Regions from separate parts of the Mus musculus genome. Here regions 1 and 2 are each linked to region 3. A link is a contact called in public promoter capture Hi-C data. All regions are on one chromosome and are shown on one strand. Each heading gives the region's core, a stretch centred on a gene start, on an enhancer-like site or on the middle of the called end of the contact. The rest is flanking DNA. Distances are from core to core; before and after follow the strand shown.

Region 1 (4,267 bases), core at 1,252-3,751, 930 kb after region 3:
TCTGGCATCAAAGTCAAAAGACAGCTACAGGATTGCTGAGTAAGGTAGCACCTGCCTCTAATCGTAATCCTCAGGAGGCTGAGGCAGGGGGACTGCCACAGGTTTGAGGCCAGCCTGGGCCACATAGCAAGACTGTCTCAAAATAATCAAGAAAAGAAAAAAATATCACTTTGGAATCGGTACAGTGAAGCCCTTAGGAAGTCTAGTGTGTACACACACACACTAAATATGTAATTAATTTTTTTTAATTTTAAAGTTAGTTTTCATAACCCAGTCTCTAGCCCCTCCTTCCGTCTAGAGGTGGGGAGTTAGAGGGGCTGAGAGTCCCAAGTGTGATATTTCTGTGACCAGCACCATCATGGGGCACCTAGAAACACCCTAAGTCATCTCAGTGACATAAACTCGGGTGTGGGTACCAGGCAGTGGTTAGGCAGAAAAGCCACTCCTTTAGGGAAATAACAAGGCCTCCAGAGCTCTGTGCCTCTTTGCATCCTGCTGATGTGGTAAATGCCATGACCAGAACCAAGTTAGGGAGACCACAACCCAGTACCAGCAGTCGTTCAAGGCAGGGATCTGGAGGCAGGAAGTGAAGCCAAGGCCATGGAGGTACCCTGCTTGCTGGTGTGCTCTCTGCTTCTGTTGAGCTAGCTTGGGGACAGCTGCCCTGGACTGGACCCTCCACCATCAATAAATAATAAGCTGTCTCACAGTCGTGCCCACAGCTCAATCTGATGGAGGCAAATCTTCAGCCGAGGATGTCCATTCTTCCCAGGTGTGTCGGGCTGACAACCAAGAGCAGCCATCATAGAGACCACCTTCATTTTGTATTTGCATATATCCTTGGCTTTAGTTGACCTCTAGTCTCCCCACTCCCTCTGCTCCTCATACTCACAGAAAGGTTCCTAGTTACACGTGTTCCGTTATTGCCTCTGCCCATTTCCCTTAAGGCCTCTCTTGTCCCTCTCTAGTTTCCTGGCTTCTATACACATTAGCTTCCACATAAATGCACAGAGTGTGTGTGTGTGTGTGTGTGTGTGTGTGTGTGTGTGTGTGTGTGTGTGTTTTAATTTATTCTGCTGTTATCGCCAAATGATCTGTTTATAATGCATTGGACTGTTTGCAAGCACAGCTGTGTACCACAGAGACAGTTTAAGTTGCACTATCCACAGTCTCCAGGGAACCTTCCGGCTGGATGAGGACTCTTTTGGTTTCTCACCCAAGTCAGCTCCAAAACCCCTCTGGCTCTGGGTAGTCCCTCATCCTGAGGCCACCTCCCTGAGAAATGGAAGAAGGCTAGAGCCATAGTATTCTGCGTGGTGGTGTCCAACTGGGCTTCGGCAGGGAGGAAGCTATATGAGGTGTCTGGTAATGCTGAGGGTGGCCAAACAGACCGTGTCGGAGAAAGCTAAGGCACTATCAAGAGACAGAAGTGTATCAATTCAGTTGAAGATTGCAGTTATGCGGGCTGAGTATATCCTGGTGTTAGATTATTTACCTAGGTTCTCATAATTGAGCCTGATCAGATTGAGACATACTTGCAACAATGGTTCTCAACCTTCCTAGTACTAGGACCCTTTCCTCATGTTGTGGTGACACTCACATCCATGAGGTCATTTTATTGCTACTTTATAGCTGTAATTGTGTTACTGTTATGAATTGTCATGTAAATGCCTGATATACAGGATCTGATATGTGTCCCCAAAAGGGTCAGAACCCACAGGTAAGAAACACTGACTTAGAAGATTAGGAAAGGCCATTCAGGGTGGGTTGGGGAGGGTGTTTTCAGAGAGGGTTAACTAAAAGGAGATGTGCCCTGAATATACAGGCCCCGCCATCCTGTCAGACGGAATGAAAGGACAAGAAAGGGAAAAGTCGGTAGATCAGGTTCACCACCACCACCACCACCACCCTGCCCTTCCCCACCATGAGGTATGACGCTTCTACCACACATTCCTACTGCCGTGTTACTCTGTCTTACCTCAGTCTCCAAGCAATGGATCCCAGTGAGACTCTGAAACCATGAGCCAAGATAAGTTCGTCCTCCCTCCCTCCCTCCCTCCCTCCCTCCCTCCCTCTCTTCCTCGAGTCCTTCATTGACAACAGGACTAACACAAGATCTAGGGCAGGAACAGGACAGTGGGTTTTGTAAGGTGGGAACAGTAACGGATCTGGTCATTCAGAGATTCACCATCTGACGATGACTTAATTCTAATACAACAGGGTTTATTAAATACTGACCGGGGAGCTGGAGAGATGACTCAGAGGTTAAGAGCATTGGCTATTTCTCCAGACGTCCTGATTTCAATTCCCAGCAACCACATGGTGGCTCATAACTATCTATATTGAAGTCTTCTGGCTTGCAGGCATACATGTAGGCAGAATGCTGTATATATTATAAATAAATTAATTAAAAAAATATACTGGCCAAGACCATTCCTGAGACTCAAGCTCAGAGAATGGCCCCCGAATTCCATTAGTCAGGAGTTTATAAAGGCAAAACTCACGAGGCTACAAACTTCCTGCCTTTGTCCAACCAGGGGCAGGCATATATCCTGACGTACTTCCTGCCTATGTACCTCCTCCGCCTACCCATGATCAAGTGCATATCCTGTGCAGTTGGGGCAACCAAGCTTGTTTACAGAAGTGAAAATGTGTGGTTTGTTATCGTACATAAACTACAGCATTTCAGGAAGTTATCTGTCCTTGAGCAAGTGGACCTTACAGGTTACAGGCTTTTGTTTTGTTTTGTTTTGTTTTGTTTTGTTTTGTTTTTTAGAGACAGGGTTTCTCTGTGTAGCCCTGACTGTTCTGGAACTCCCTCTGTAGACCAGAACGCCCTCAAACTGAGAGAGATCCCCCTGCCTCTGCCTCCTGATTAAAGGCATGCACTACCCCCTGGTGAAGCATTTCTGCTTTATATTTCTCTTAAGCACAGTAATTTAAACTTAAAACATAGTGTTGCTATCACAGGAATAAAGAAACTGAATAACAGGAACAAAAAGCTGATTGGCCAGCATCAAACTGCTATTTTGAAAGGGTTAAGGTAGCAGGAGACTCCCTTACCGTACCAGCTAAGACCCTCCTGATTTCCACATAGCAGTTTAGTTTCCGTCTTAGTGGCACGAGACACTGTCATGAGCAAGGCTCTTTCTGTCCAGTCTGCTTAGTGCAGATGCCTGCTCCTCACAAAGGGAACCTGTAAATTTTGTCTAACAATTTGAAGATGACAGAGACTAAACGTCCAGCCGCTGTGGGGCCAGGGTACAAGTCTGGTTCCAGACTGTGCTCAGCTTGAGAACCGTTAGGGGTAGACCTGGATAACCAGGCTCCAAGTGTGTGTAAGGCCAGCGCTGAGGGCTCCAGAACTGTTTTACTGTGTCCGGTCCATGAATGCATTCAGGACCAATGGAACCAGACCTGGGACAGAGAACCCCCAATGTGGGGCTGACACTAAGTGGCCCTGGACTCTTTTTGGGCCCAGCCTTTGTGGAGGGTGCAGAATGAGTAGGCGGTACCGTCATTTAAAAATGGGATCCGCACCTCACTAAGGCCACTGACTACCCATACAACTTCAGCAAGTTCCCCTCAACATCTCAGAACCTCAGTTTTCTTGGCCAAAAAGCAGGACTTGCCCAGCCAGGCTAGGTCTGATTTAATGCAAGGACAAATCAGGGATCCACAATCATCCGAGTCTCTGCATCCCCTTCACCCTTGAGGTCCAATGTTTCAAAGACATGTCAAAACGAAGCTTGCAGTGAGAAGTTGGAGAACAGAGATGCACTGAGGCCAAGAACCCCAGGGGTACCCAGGAGCAGGGACATGTTCCATGGGCTCCAGCAGCTTCCGTGGCATCCGTACTGTCTCAACCACAGCCAGAAAAGATGGTGCATTTAGCAAAGAGGGGAAGTAGGCTCGGAGGACCTGACCCTCAAGAGGGAATTCTTTATAAGCAATGGTCTTGTTGTATTGTTTTCCCAAAATCCAGAGGTCCCAGAGAGGCAGAAAGACGGAGCCAGCAATCTCAACAACCTGGCTCTTCCCGTCTCCCCTGTAGGACTGTAGAATGTGACTGTGAGTGTTATGCCTCTTCCAGGAAGACAAACCTCTTCCCATCCTCCACACAGCTCTGGCCAGAGCACCCACTGAGGCTGTGTATTCCTAGGCATGGCAGGTGACTTGGTTTGGCTTAGTCAGATAGCTTGGTGGACATGGGCCAATTCCTGCCTGTGGGCTCCTGAGTGTCCCTGAGCCATCCAGGCAGAGTGAA
Region 2 (4,706 bases), core at 1,965-4,464, 830 kb after region 3:
ATGGGAATAAGTATTTTTTTTCTTTTATAAAAAGGAGCACTAACAAGAAATTATAAAAAAAAAAGGTTTAGGATGCACTAGATATGTGGGAAAGGATCAGTTGATTAGAAAAGATATTGAAGAAAAAGAAATAATTGGAAATGGTAGTTGCTTATTAACTATCAGGAAGTTACTAAAGAAGACTGAAGTAGGTCAAATGCAGTTAGAGATGGGGGTGGGGGTGCTGGGGACTTAGCTCAGTGGTAGAGCTCTTGCTCTTGAGAGAGAAAATGAATGAATGGACATAGGTAAAGAGGATTGTTGAGAATTGTCATTTCCTGTCATTGGCCTGTATGTGGGAACAAGAATTAACAAAGAGCTGACCATCCAGGACAGAGGCTACATGACCAGTCCTCAATCCAGGCTCCATTCAGCTTCCCCTACCCTCACTGCCCTGCCACAACCCAGAGGTAACCCTGACAACCACAGAGACCTAGGAACAGTCTATGTAGGACCTTTCTTAGAAAGCCTTTACTCTCCTGCTCAGGGAAAGCTAGATTTCTCAACCTTATTATAGCAATACTTCTCTCTATTTAAATTCTGAGGTTTAAATCTGCATTTTGGTTCTTTGTTTTTTTTTTTGTTTGTTTGTTTGTTTTTGTTTTTTGTTTTTTTAAAGGGAAAATGTACATATTTTTAGTGACTTCGTATGCACCGAGACAATGAGATCGGAACTCATGGTGGCCTGTCGCATACTGCCAGGGCTACAGTGATTGCCTGCCATGCACATGGCCCTGAGTTTGGTCCCCATTACCACAAAATTACCTAAGAAAAATTAATGCTGTTCAATTGGCTATCATAAGAAATACATATCATTTTAATAAGGAATTGATGAACTTAGGAAAACATTCCTTAGGGAAAAAAGGTAAGTGTAGATAGTTATGTCAGAGTTTGTCTTTGAACTGTGCATGGTGTCTTAGGCCTTTAATTCCAGCACTGGAAGTAGAGGTAAATGGATCTCTGTGAATTTGAGGCCAGCCTGGTCTACTTAAGGAGGCCCAAACCAGCCAAGGCTAGATAGTGATAACCTGTCTCAAATAAACAAACAAAATTAGATCTTTCAGTTATTTTGATATAAGAAAAATAAGTATAGCTGGGTGTGGAAGCTTATACCTCCATTTCTGGAGGCAGAGGCAGGGAGGTCTTAGAGTTAGAGGCCAACCAGGTCTGCTTGTGGGTTCCAGGCTAACCAAGGTTATATTGTAGGGAGACCCTGTCCCCAAAAACCAAAATCAAAAGCAACAAGTAAATTATAGTACACATATAAGAGGTAGGCACATAGTACTAGTGCTGTCTCTAAACTAGTGAGATTTTAAAACCATAGTAGGAAGAAACCAGAAAAGGAAATCAATCTCAAATTACAAGTAGTATTTTATGGCCATTTTTTATCAGTAAAAATAGCTACCATTGCTGAACACCAGAAAATTCCTGAGTAATAAGATTTATTTGCATGACCTAGGTGGTTGTATTTTCATCTTCCAAGTTTTAAAAAAAAAAGAAAGAGAGAGAGAGAGAACTTGGTTAACTTGACAAGCTGTCACAGCCCTAGTGGTGGCACAGTATGAAACCATGCTGCCCTGAGCCTTGGACTTCTGCTACATGCTGGAGCCTTTGTAGAATTATGAACAAGAAAGGCAGAGGAGAGGCAGAGAGGCAGAGGCCTAGGCAGAGCCAGGCAGATCTCTCTGTGAGTTCAAGGCCAGCCTGATTACAGAGTTCCAGGACTTTAATTAATTAATTAAACCAGGATGCTATAAAGAAAAGTTATGTTGATAAAGTGTTAAAATAGGACCTAACCCACTTCCAAATTATTTTTCTTTGGGATTGCAGGTCTTTGGAAGCTCAGTGCATTTTTATTTATTTTATGTAATTGTTCCATTTAGTCACAAGGCAAGTATCTTTTGTATATACCAACAAGTTTTTACAAAACGTTCTTTCTGTGAATGTTTCTTTCTGTTCATATTCTTCACTAACAGGTCAGCTCAGAGTATGTGGCATAAGCACACATGTGAATATGCACATACCCACTTTATCATAATATTTTTTCCTTATGGAACTTTTACCTTATTTTTTTTTTTTTTTTTTGGTTTTTTCGAGACAGGGTTTTTCTGTATAGCTCTGACTGTCCTGGAACTCACTTTGTAGACCAGGCTGGCCTCGAACTCAGAAATCCACCTGCCTCTGCCTCCTGAGTGCTGGGATTAAAGGCATGCGCCACCATGTCCGGCCTTATGGAACTTTTAAAATGACATAATATATGTCATAATTATTACTTAAATATAAAATTTATTTTATACAAAAATGACATCTAATTTAATTTCTCTTTAAGTTAAAACGAAGGTGACCATTGATGGTTTATAAACTAAAGTGTTAGACAAAAATAATTTATGCCAGTAATGGTAGTGAATGCTTTTAATCCTAGTAACTTGTGTGTTGGAGACAGAAAGATCTGAGTTAGAAGCCGGCCTGGGCTGCATGTAAAAGCACTGACTTTTTTTTTTTTTTTCTTTCTAAATAGTGGGGAAAATACTGATGAGATAATCTAAATCTATAGGAATAGACAGTCTGTGTAGAAAGTAACTTAGACTCTGTCCCCTCTCTGTTTACAATGCCAGGCCAAACCCCAGGCCTTATACATGTGGGGCAGGCTCTGCCCCAGCTTGAGAATTTTTTAAACAATATTTTAGAGATTGTAAATTTAGTCAAAGCCTGTAGAATTTAATTTTATTTTTAACTCTTGCCTTACTTAAAATTATTAAAGTGATTTAACAAATATTTTGACTGAGTAAACTTCAAAGGGCTGATAATATTAAAATCTTGATAAAAATCTTTCAGACAGTATCAACCCTGAGTATAAATTTATAAAATTCTGCACAGCAGGACCACAGAAACTTTCTGTAGACATCTTTAAACTGTTGAGAGCTGAATTCAACTAAGTATGAAACACTAATACTGTTTTAGTTTTTAAAATAAATAAGCAAAACTGAAATCAGAAATCAGAGGGCCTGTGTCCAGGTGTGCTTACCTGTGAACTTCTTTCGCAGAATGTAAATTCTTGTTCTAACAGGACATGTTGGTGATTTGGCTGAGAGAGCAAAGGGGTGTTTCAGTGCGGATTAACGGTGGTCTCCAGCGCACTGAGACGGCTTCTGTGCAGCAGAGGAAGTTTATCAGTAGCCGTTACAGGAAGTGCAATATGCCACAGAATGACTAAGAGTTTGCTCCTTCACCAGAGCGTATTTTGAAACACAATCTATATAACTTTAAGTGCTTGTAGCTGATGTTTGTAACTGATCCCTGACTCTCCAGGCATGGGGATCCATAATCTAAAAATTTAGGACGGAGTCTTGCCTGAGAAATTATCTATTCTGAGGTAAATTCTGAGGGATATTTCTTATTAGAAGAAATGAATGTTGTGTAGGTCTCAGGCAAGTCAGTGCCTTCTCACTCACCATTTCCTCCTCTAAAAACCTACTGTTTTGGAACATTGTGAGCACTGGGTAAGATGACACCTCCCATGGCAGGTGAGCCGTGCATGTGAGTGTTACTCCTTCATCGGTAGCTTAAATTGACTCCATGAGGATAACTGAATTATTCTGTGTCTGCCACCCAACTTCATCTTTGATTGCAGAAAATGGGAGCAACTGTCTGAAGTCATTTCCAATCAGGTCTGTTTTACCCTTGAAGAAGACAAGCAGAGCCTGGCATAATGATGCATGCCTGTAATCTCAGCATTTTAGAGGCAGAGCAGGAGGCTCTCTGGTGTGTTGGAGATCATCACACACAGTGACTTTGAGGCCAGCCTGAATTACAGAACAAACAAAACCCCTCACTCCACCCCCAGACCTTATAACCACAAAAGGACTAGGGCAGAGCAGCCAGAAGAGATGTGAGAGAAAGAAAGACATTCATGATGCTCTGGAGAGTAAAAGTGAAAGGGGAAAGTCTGCTTGCCCTCTGTGCTTTAATTTTCATTTTATCGACACTTTGCTTTATCTGGTTATGATTTACTAAACATTTAGGGAGAGGAACTTTTTTTTAAAACTAGTAGTAAATTCATGAGAAAATTTGTATCAGCAGTTAAGAGCACTGACTGTTCTTCCAAACAACCAAGTTCAGCTCCCAGCACCCACATGGAAGCTCACAACCATCTGTAACTCCAGTCCTAGAGAGGATCTGGTGCTCTCTTCTTGCCTCTGTGGGCACCAGACACATATGTAGTGCATAGACACATATGCAAGCAAAATACCCATACACATTAAAAAAGATAGAAAGAAAATAATTTGATTTCATGTGCCTCTCAACACACAGTTCATTTAAAGATGTAACCCAGAATTTGAAGTAACAGAGTTGACAGAGGTAAATGTGATGGTCAAGGGTAACACCATCGGGCTGCAGAGATGGCTCAGCAGTTAAGAGCACTGACTGCTCATCAGAAGGTCCTGGGTTCAAGTCCCAGCAACCACATGGAGACTCACAACCATCCATAATGAAATCTGACATCCTCTTCTGGTGCATCTGGAAACAGCTACAGTGTACTTATATATAATAAATAAATCTTTTATACGGGGGAAAAAGGTAACATCATCTAGGAAGTTAGGAAGAAACACCCAGTACTTGACTTGAAAGTCAGCTCAATATAACTGGAATCAGGTGGAGGGCGTGAG
Region 3 (4,249 bases), core at 777-3,276:
GAGGACTAGTATAAAGCAATCAAGCTGGGGGTCAGCTGTTGACACCTGCTGTAATTGAGCAGCCAATCCAAACTACCACACTTGAGATGGCCAAGGTCTTTGTAGGAGGTATTTCACACATTTACCTGCTGATCTTACACTCAGTAGCTCTCTGAGTGAGGTTCTTGGAAGGCAAGTTCATCAGTCTGCAAACTTGTGTCACTCTGGAGAAAATGCTCCACTACCATTTGACATGACTCAAAAAGCACGGGCCTAGAGTGCCAGTGCACTAGGCCTCATCGTCATCCAGGAGGATGGCTCCCTCAAGTTGAGTGGAAAAGCTCGCTCTACTTTGGTCAAGATGGGAGTAAAACCAATGAAGCATGGCTTGCCCCGTAAGAACCATGTGGAGTTGTGGTTTTGATACTCACCAGACAACGCCAAAGGCTCCATATCCAATTGGTCTATCCGGCTCAATGTCCAGCTGCTGTTGCGGATGATGCGAGTGCTGATGATGGTGCGCCTTAACTGTAGCAGCTGCAGCAGCCTGTACCTGAGCTGGGGCTGCTGCGGCTGGCCCAGGAGCCTGACCCGGTGCCGGGGATGGGAAATATGGCTGTTGTTGCCCAGGGTTTAACATGGCTGCGGCTGCAGCTGCTGCGGCGGCTGCCGCAGCTGCCGAAGACGTATGCTGCTGGACTGGGTGTACGGCAGCAGCCGACCCCGGATGAAGGTGGTGTTGAGGGTGGTGGTGGTGGTGAAGGTGAGGAGGAGGAAGGTGTGGAAGGTGGTGATGATGGTGGTGGTGGTGACCTGCTGCAGCTGCAGATGTACCGCCATTGTAAGCCGCCATCATTTTTGCGTTGGCTCTTGTGCCACAAAGAGACATTCAAAAAAATGCCCTTTGATTGGAAAGCAAACTGGGTCAAGCTGTCATTTGGCCATTTAAAAAAATGAAGAAAAACCACTCACTCCACCTCAAAAAACATAGAGCGGAACTGGCTTTATGTCTTCATCGGTCAATCCAGACAAGTTTGACAATCTTGGGTGTTCGATTTGGGGGTGAGAGTGTGTGGAAGGGTATGGGTTGTCAAAATAAAAGTTAAGAACATAAAATAAGAAGAAAAAAAAAAGGAAAAGAAAAAGGGAAAAGGGCCCCTTCCCCCCAGGATTCCTGCCACAAGTGGATACTAAAACTCCATTCTTAATGGGGGGGAGGTTCCAACTTTGAATGTGGGAATAAAGGCCAAACCTCCCGACCCCCTGAACTCCGCACACGAAAAGGATCTGGTAACACGCCACCCTTGGAATCTTGTAAGAGGGTTGACTCATCTACCCCTTCCATTCCCACATCCTTTTCTAAACACCTCCCACCTCCTCAAAAACACAATTAAAAAAAAATTCCAACCACTCTAAATCAAAAAAGATGAGGGGAAATTATCAGGGAAACCAGCTTCCAGCTTCCCTCCCCTCGAACTCTCAGGCCTTCCTACATCGCCCCCTACTCCGAGTCTGGTTGACCTGATTGGGGGGACTGAGGAGATGTACCAAACTTTCCTAGGCAGAATGAGCCAGGGAAGGAGGCTGGAGGAAGAGAGTGAGGCGAAGAGGCGACAGGCAGGACAGAAGAGGAGAGAGAAAACCCCGGCAAAAGTGAAGGGAAGAAGGTGCAGGGAGGGAATGAAAGAGCGGTGGGCAGTACTCGGACGCCCAGACACAGGGAACCGCCCCGGAGGAGGTTAGGGTCCCGGGGCCAAAGAATAGGAGCCCCGGGAAGCGGGCGGGGGACGGTCGGAAGCAGGCTGACTCCTGCCCCCGCCGCCGCCGGCTTGTGCTGAGGAGGGTTGGGGGGGAGAGCGGGTGGGTCCCCCGCGCGACGGCCCCTGCAGGGCTCAAGGCTGCTCCGTCTCCCCCCCTCCCCCCCACCCGGCTTCCGTGCCCACGGTCGCTTTCTCCACAGCCGCCGTGACCGCTTTCTCTTCAGCCGCCGCCTTCTCAGCCGCCGGTGCCGCCGCGGCCGGACTCACCTCCCCTAGCAAAGCCGGATAGAGCGGAGCCAGCGGCGGACACGCGCAACCAGCCGCCGAGGCCCCGCCCCCGCCTCACACTGACCGGCTGCCCTAGCCAATCCACGCCCACCTGTCCGCGTCCGCCTCCAATCCCTGGCCGGAAGCTTCAGACAGGCGCACTGGTCGACCAGTGGCAACCAGGTGTGGGTCTCCTGGGGAAATCCCGCCCCCGGTTCAGGATGGGCAGACAGACAGACCAATAAAAAGGCAAATCTTGGCCTGACCGACAAGACTGAAAGCCAATTAAAAATCAAAAATCTCCGTGACTTTTTTTTTTTTTCTTTCGCCTCTCTCCTCTTTTCTTTTTCTTCTTTTATTTTTTTTTTATTTTTTTATTTTTGGAAAGAGCAGGAAGCTGCGTGCTAATCCCGCCTGCAAGAGCTAGAAGAGAGGGGCGGAATGAGGAAAAAAACCAATCACGAGCCAGGAACAAAGAACAGAGAAACCAATCCTTGGGTTGAAGACTAAGTGGGATGGAACTGAGTACAAATAGATATATAATTGGACAAATGGGGGAAAAAAGATTGACATAGGTCCCGCCTTTCGTATGTCCCATTGGATAGCATTGTGGAGAATTTGCTGTCATATCGGAGACGACATCTTCAGGAGGCGGGGCTAAGAGAGAGGTGTGGTTTTGATGTGGGCGGGACTTAGGCGGAGAAGGCGGAGTCTAAATTATCACTGGTCCATTGATAGGAGCCATCTACAACTCTTTCTAAGGTACAAGATATGGGAAAAAATAGAAGGAGCAAAAAGGCATGTTAAGCTTCAAAAACTCAAGGTTTCGTAATACGAAACAAAGTAGACTCATCAGTTAAGCTTGATTTTGACCAAAAAGAGGCTTTATTTTCAGTATACCAAGACTGCAAAATTTATACAAATTAAAAACCAGGGGAAAAAAAAAACACGTTAAAGCCCCTAAACAGTAATAATCTCCCAAAGTTTTCTGGTCAAGTAAGTTCCATTCATTGAAATTTTACTAGAAGAACATCATTCTTTGATATTACTTTGCTTAACCTAAATTTATTCTTAAATACTAGGCTAACAGACATTCTTTTCAATAAAACTGTGTATCAAAACCTAGAGGCCATTTTTGATTCCTCTTTTGCCTGTCCACTCTTCCCTTTCCTATCAAGAAAGTAGTCTTAAACACCTTTGAGCTCCTCTCCACTTCTACTCCTCAATTTGCATTACCTGACTGTAACACCAATAGTGTATTTAATGCATCTCCCTGCCTACAGCTCCCTGATGGGCTGTTGAGGACATAGTAAACTTTTCAGCTCCCATCATCTGTAAAAGGTGAAGTACTGCCTGTAAAATTGTTGGTTAAACCAAGAAAGAAGGCATAGAGAAATTTCAGCAGAAAATATGAGCCCATGAAAAAAATCCCAGGATCATATGAACAATGATATATTCCAAAGTTCCAAAGTTCCAAAGTTCAACATGGTTTTGAAATATAAGGAATTGACTTGGGTTGAGTTCCAGAGAAGTTTGTCATTGACCCGTGTTCATAGAAATATGTAGCCAGATGTTGCGGCACATGCCTTAAATTCCAGCACCTGGGAGGCAGAAGCAGGTGGATCTCTGTGAGTTCAAGGTCAACCTGCTCTACAAAGAAAGTCCTAGGATATCTAGGGTCTCAAACCAAACAAATATAAATATGTGTAATAAAGAATAAACAAACAAGTAAATAAATAAGAAAAATAATTTGGCAGTCTATTTTTATCTGAGGTTTTGGTTCCTACGATTTCGTTTTCCATAGTCAACTGTAATTCAAAAACATTCTGTATATATTCCAAAAGTAAACACGTTTTAAAAGGTACACCATTCTAAGTAGTGGAATGAAATTGAGACTTGGTACTTCCAATCATCAGATTGACTCCCACAGTACTGCAGGGTTTATGTCCAAACAGCCTTACAGGACAGTTTACGATTGCCTCACCAAGCCCAAGTCATTTCTCCTCGCTTCATCTTGTCACATCTCCATTCATCACATGAGACACTGGGAGAACAGTTTTGAGATCAGGGACACAAACCACGTCACTTGTATTACAGTACACAGAATGCAACCTGAGCAACCTTATTCTGAAAATCCAGAGCTGAAGACATCCCAGATCTAAAACTTTTCAAGGGTCAACAGAACACACGAGAGGAACAGCCCATCCCTGACTTTCTATGACAGATCAGAGCACAAATGTGGG

What was found. Promoter capture Hi-C pulls out the DNA fragments that hold promoters and counts their contacts.
Region 1: a promoter capture Hi-C map of pre-B cells shows a contact between it and region 3, with 5 times the contacts expected there. The contact joins the promoter of Rab11fip4os1 here to the promoter of Nlk in region 3. A contact is called at or near these places in 2 of 39 promoter capture datasets (liver and pre-B cells).
Region 2: a promoter capture Hi-C map of pre-B cells shows a contact between it and region 3, with 2.6 times the contacts expected there. The contact joins the promoter of Evi2b here to the promoter of Nlk in region 3. A contact is called at or near these places in 4 of 39 promoter capture datasets (the C10 cell line, the HPC-7 cell line, hippocampal neurons and 1 more), 2 of 115 datasets of contacts at active chromatin or transcription factors (double positive thymocytes and large pre-B cells) and 1 of 9 other capture datasets (adipose tissue).

What each region holds. Positions count from the first base shown.
Region 1 is chr11:79,620,662-79,624,928 of GRCm38.p6, forward strand. Rab11fip4os1 (RAB11 family interacting protein 4 (class II), opposite strand 1) reads right to left here and starts at 2,502. Exons shown (of 3, transcript NR_003283.1): 1 at 2,239-2,502. The region is part of intron 3 of Rab11fip4 (RAB11 family interacting protein 4 (class II)); the gene reads left to right.
Region 2 is chr11:79,520,548-79,525,253 of GRCm38.p6, forward strand. Evi2b (ecotropic viral integration site 2b) reads right to left here and starts at 3,215. Exons shown (of 2, transcript NM_001077496.1): 1 at 3,065-3,215. The region is part of intron 36 of Nf1 (neurofibromin 1); the gene reads left to right. Evi2 (ecotropic viral integration site 2) reads right to left here. Exons shown (of 4, transcript NM_146023.4): 3 at 3,065-3,188.
Region 3 is chr11:78,695,399-78,699,647 of GRCm38.p6, forward strand. It overlaps Nlk (nemo like kinase), which reads right to left and starts at 2,027. Exons shown (of 11, transcript NM_008702.3): 1 at 411-2,027. The coding sequence starts at 868.